Linked DNA regions of Ovis aries: region 1 is linked to region 2. Evidence: chromatin contacts called from public Hi-C data. All regions are on one chromosome and are shown on one strand. The core of a region is the stretch at or near the end of the contact, and the rest is flanking DNA. Distances in the headings are between cores, read along the strand shown. Region 1 holds the start of NUAK1 (NUAK family kinase 1). Region 2 has its middle 87 kb from the start of NUAK1.

Evidence for each region. Hi-C and Micro-C count contacts between places; a contact is called where the count stands out from the background.
Region 1: a Hi-C map of hypothalamus shows a contact between it and region 2, with 2.9 times the contacts expected there. The contact joins the promoter of NUAK1 here to the enhancer-like site in region 2. A contact is called at or near these places in 4 of 16 Hi-C or Micro-C datasets (hypothalamus, muscle, skin fibroblasts and 1 more).

Annotation. Positions count from the first base shown.
Region 1 is chr3:175,152,524-175,155,223 of ARS-UI_Ramb_v3.0, forward strand. It overlaps NUAK1 (NUAK family kinase 1), which reads right to left and starts at 1,323. Exons shown (of 7, transcript XM_027967685.3): 1 at 311-1,323. The coding sequence starts at 553.
Region 2 is chr3:175,065,896-175,068,595 of ARS-UI_Ramb_v3.0, forward strand. No RefSeq gene overlaps it. Among named protein-coding and RNA genes, the nearest start is that of NUAK1, 87 kb to the right of the region's middle. Within about 2 kb of position 1,431, at least 19 of the 54 cell types and tissues checked have an H3K27ac peak or open chromatin away from gene starts, as enhancers often do. A contact at or near this core is called in hypothalamus and tail adipose tissue, where this site is marked.

The sequences.
Region 1 (2,700 bases), core at 73-2,572, 87 kb after region 2:
GGAGACCCCAACGGTCCCGATGGTGCAAAGTGTTTGCAAATCATAAACACTACTTTGCTGCCGGGATCAAAACCCCCAAAATATGCGCAGACAGGATGTAACAAGTGTTTCGGGAGAAAGACACGCCTGAGCCACGGGGGGCTGGAGCCGGGGGTGGGGGGCGGTGGTGAGAGTGAGGAATCTGTCTAGGGGTTCCGGAGAAGCCCCCTCTCGGACCAGAGACCCCCCTCTGCGCCCCAAACCCCGTCGCGTGAGCGCTGCGTCCCCAGCCGCGTCTAGACCGAGCCCGCCGGGTTTCCCCCCAACTCACCACTCGGCCCGAAAACCTCTCGGTGGCCCGCTTGACTTTGCCGTAGGTGCCTTTGCCCAGGGTCTCCTGCAGCTCGTAGCGGTGCTTCAGGTTGTGTTTGTGGTGATGCCGCTTCACACCGTGCGGCTTCCTGGGCTCCGGGCCCGCCGCCGAGGGGGCTGCGATCGCACCCGCCTCCGGCGGAGAGCCCGGCGCCCCCGGCCCCAAGTCCGGGCCGGCCGCGGGCGCAGCGGCCCCCTCCATGTCCGAATGCGGGGCGAGCAGGGCCGGAGAGGGCAGGACCGAGCACGGCGCTCGCGGTGTCGGGGTCCCAGCCGAGAGAAAGCTGGGCGCGCTCACGGTCGCCCCCGCAGCATCGGGAAGGCGGCCGGCTCCCGCCGGGGCTGCGGCTGGGTCACTGGCGGCGGCGGGGACTGCACATCTGGCGCCCCGGGCGCGCACGATCCGCGCACCGCCCACCGGCCGCGGCGAGCTGCGGCGCGTCGGGCGAGGTGGCGGCGGTGGCAGGGGAGGCGGTGGTGTTCGCAGGAGGGAGGGGAGAGGGGTGGCCCCGAGCGCAGGAGGGGGAGTGTTATGTGGGGCGCCGCGCCCCCAGACCCCTCCCCGGGAGGACGCGCAGACTGGGCGGGCGCGGGGGCGGGGGCGGCGCGCGGGCCGGCCCCCGGGGAGGGGGGCGAGGGGCGGCGCGGCCGGGGCTCCCCCCCAACTCCCGCCCGCCTCCCGGGCCTGGGGCCACCCCGAACTGGGAGGGGGATGGAAGCGTGTCGCGACTCGCCCTTTGTGCAGCGCCGGCTAGGCCGCGCCGGCGGCCAGGGGGCTTTGTCCTCGCTCGGCTGGGAAAGAGACGGGGGGGGTTCCCAGCCCGGGCGCCCCCTCCCCCGGCTCGCCCGCCGCCGCCGCCGCCGCCGCCGCCGCTACCGCGGGCTCGCCGCCGCCGCCGCCTCCTCGGACTTCGGCTCCGGCCGCGCGGCCTCCCTTCCTGCTTGCGCCCTGGCTGCGGCGACGGCGGCGGCTCGCCGAGCCCCGGCGCCGGGTAGACGAGAGCGCTCGGAGCCGGGGGCCCCCGGGGCCCGCTGGCGATCCGGCCGGGGGCGCTGCGGGCTCGGGCGCCCCTTCATTTTCTTTTAGGTGTCGCCGCGGCCGCCAGGCCGGAGACGGGGAGAGGCTGGGGGAGGGGAGGCGCGCGGGTGTTGGGTTACAGGCGGTGAGTCACGGCTCGCCCTCCCCCGCGGCGGTGCGCACCCCCTCGCGCTCAGCCCAGGCTGCCGCCCCCGCCTCGCAGACCCCCATCCCGGCTGGCGAAGGGCTGCTCTCCCGGGCCAGGGTCGGGGCAGCTGGGCGCCCCTGAAAACCCCGAGAGGCGCGTTGACCTCGGCCCCGCGCCCTCGCCGGAGAAAGGCGAAGGCGGGGAGGAAGGGAGGCTCCGAGGCTGAATCTGCGGCCGGTCGCCGCACTGCCGCCCTCCGACACTATCCAGGACTCCCGCCTGGGAGAGGAGATTTGGGTCGCTAGAGGTGCCTGGATGCAGCTGGGCGCCTACCCTGCCCGCCAAGGCTGTGTTTGGAGATGGGCAAACCAGGGACCTCGGATGGAGCAGGGCCTGAGACTGGCTAAGCCAGGGGCGACAGGCAGGCCGCTTGGCCCCTTGACCGTTTGTATTTCTCCATTAACTGAGATGGCCAGATCCTGGAGATGGTACCCAGTACCCCACCCCCACAAGCGAGGGTCAGGCAGGAAGGCCTACGACGGTGGCAAGGCTGCCACCTTCTAAGAAGCAGCAAGGGAAAATAAGGAAGAAAGCAAGAGAAAAAGGCGCTTCGGGAGTTTTTTCAATAGTGTGGTATACCAGACTGGGATGGGAAGAGTGAGGGGTGAGGAATGTCTGGTGCGTTCTGCAGATGGCCTGGTGGTTCATTTTTTCCCCAGTGAGCCGGACTTGCCCTTACTCCGCAGCTCTCAGGTTCAGCCCTCTGCATTCCTGCTGTCTTCAGGCCTGTCTATGCCTTATCACCTTACCCTGGATCCCGCAACAGCACGTCCTCCCTGCAAGTCCCCTCCGCAGTGCCAGAATAATAGCCTGTAACATTAGTCACCATACGTGTCCTCCACCCTTGCAGGGTCTCCCTGCCTGCCTCCTGCAACTATTCTGCTTTTATACAAAATCTGTAGACTTTGCATATGTAGATTAGAGAGTCAGTATAAATAACAGGCAGGTTGAGCCTGGCTTCCCAGTGGCTAGGCTGTGTGACATTTGTCAAATGACAGAGCTTCGGTGTTTTCTTGAAGTGTAGATTACTGGATCTGTTTTACAGGTAAACGGATCATGTCTACAGTGGTAATTAAAACTGTTAACCCTGGGTCTTTCCCTTCCCAGGGACGTGGTGTGCTGT
Region 2 (2,700 bases), core at 181-2,680:
CCTTTCTCTCCTAACCTACTCTGCCAAGCCTTAAATTTTTCTCCTTGCTCATTGATCAGCTTAAGCCAGGTTTGGAAAGAAAGGAAAAAGTGGAAGCAAGTGAAGTCACTCAGTCGTGTCTGACTCTTTGCGACCCCATGAACTGTAGCCTGCCAGTCTCCTCTGTCCATGGAATTTTCCAGGCAAGAATACTGGAGTGGGTTGCCATTTCCTTCTCCAGGGGATCTTCCTGACCCCGGAATCGAACTCGGGTCTACTACATTGCAGGCAGACTACTTACCATGTAAGCCTCCAGGGAAGAGGTTTGCCTCCCTTAAACAGATTGATTGAGTTATTTCACAGACAGCACTGCATCTGTTCAAGTTGGGACTCCAAGTCTCCAGGATGACCCGGAACCCAGAACCTTCAGTCTATGGAGCTCAAAGAATAGAAATACTGCCACCAGAGCCCTTTACAAAGCGAGGAGTGCTGCAGTAAGGAAAATCTGGTCTCCAGCAGCCCGAGTAGCTAATATGGACTGATTGGAGACCAGCCAATCAGCTTCCAAGTTTTAAATTCCCTGAACCCTTTAAATTTCACCCTAGATTCTGGATCAGGGAAACAGACTTGTGAGCTTGGCCTCCTGTCTCCTTGCCAATCGACCTCCCAATACAGCTCTTCTTTTCTCAAAAGCCAGTGTCGTAATATTGGCTTCTTTGTGCATCACATAGTGAGCCCCTGCTCAGTAACACTAAGACTGTGGATCTGTCCTAGAAAATGTTTTACAAGCGCGATCCGATCTGTGCTTTAGAGAGACACCTGTGGTGGCAGTGTGCAGGAGGGACTGAGGAAAGAAGAAGGCAGTATGCAGAAGGGAGTGGGGAAGGAAGGAAGAAAGATGAGCTGGTGTGGGAGAGGATAAGGGTGAAAACCAGGACGCTGGAGGTGGGAGCAGACATGGCATGGAGGGTGATGGAGAAACCGACTGGAGACGGAGGTGGAGAGCCGGCTCTTCCTAGGTTCTGTCCTCATCTGATGCCTTCAAGCAAAGCGGGAAACTAAAGAGGAAGAAAAGCAGGTTTTCTGGGTGGGGAAAAAGTGGCTTTTATTCTAATGCGTTGCATGGGAGAGGCCTGAAAAATATCACAGTGAGCATGTATCCCCAGGTCCCAGGAGAAGGCAGAGGGACTTGAGAAAACAAAAGTTATGGCCAAAAACAGCGAAAGGAAAGGGAGGGAGGAGGGATTGGGAGGGAGTGGGAAGCACAGTCAAGGAGGGAGAATTTAGAGCGTCTCAAACATGTGAGAGTGCTGTGGAGGACTCAGATCCTGCCGGCTGGGCTCTGTCCGACATGTGACTTCAAGTTCCCATCTGCTGCCTAATCATCCACGCCAGCCACTGCTCCCAAAGCACAAGGCTCTTAGGCTTCCCAGCAAAGCTGCAGCTTGGCACCGGCCAGCTGGCCTGATTTTGCAGAGATAAAGGCTGCTTGCGGGGACTTCATGGAACTCCAGATGGCACTCTGGGACACCTGCCTGCACGCCTTATGCTTCCCAGTTCAGTTCATTTGCTCAGTCGTGTCCAAGTCTTTGCGACCCCATGGACTGCAGCACACCATTCCTCCCTGTCCGTCACCAATTCCTGAAGCTTGCTCAAACTCATGTCCACCGAGTCAGTGATGCCATCCAAGCATCTCATCCTATGTCGTCCCCTTCGCCTCCTGCCTTCAGTCTTTCCCAGCATCAGGGTCTTTTCCAATGAGTCAGTTCTGGGAAGTCAGTTATACTTCCCAGGCCCCTGAATTCTCCTCTTTTCCTGCTTCCCATCCCCAAACGGCCTACGCAGCAGCCCCTTATCTGTCTCCTTCCTCCTGCCTCTGCCCCGTGAAGCAGTGGAAAGATCATGGACTCAGGAACCCAACAGACTTAGGTTAGTACCTTCACCAGCTGTGCAGTCTCAAGCAAGCTTCTTAACCTCTCTGAGGCTCAGATTCTTCACACAGAGAAAGAAATCAGCAATACTGGTGTCAACAGGCCTGTTGAGAGTAAATTGTCTAATACAGTGCAAAGTAGAAGCCCAATCAGGGTCAATCCCCATGTCCTGCCTGACACACAGCCTGTGCATCTCTTTTCAGAAGCAGTAAAGCTACAACCACAAGCTCCAGGGCCAGAGTGACAGCAATGAGCACAAGCTTTAGAGTGAGAAGGAAGGAGTATGTAATTGTGGGCTCGTCGTCTGTCTATCCTCTCTGAGCTTTGTCTTCCTCGTCCAGGAAATAGAGGCAGTAATAGCTCATGCCTATGCTGAGGATCTACCATGTGTCCCTCCAGAAGTACTCCCCACCTTTTGCCATGTGCTCTGAGCCCTTAGAAGGTGTTGATCACATCAGAAGATGTCCCTGCCCTGTGGGTCCCATTGAAGTTCAGCTGAGGGCGGGGTCGGGGGGAGGGGTAGCTACTGGCAGATCAGAGGAAGGGAGAAGAGTGCTGGCTCGGTCAGTGCCAAGCTCCCTCCCTTCAGGGTCACTGTGGAGCAGTATGGTGCCCAGGTCGCCAGTCCCAGGGGAAGATTCTAGACACTTCTACCCCCACTGCATCTTGTTACCAGAGTCTTCGAGAACACAGTGCAGTCAAATACGGGATGGAGCAAAGCTTTACTTTCACAGAGAAGAGATGGGACAAGGTCAGCTCCCAACAGTGGGTGTGGGTCCCCCCTGGCCAT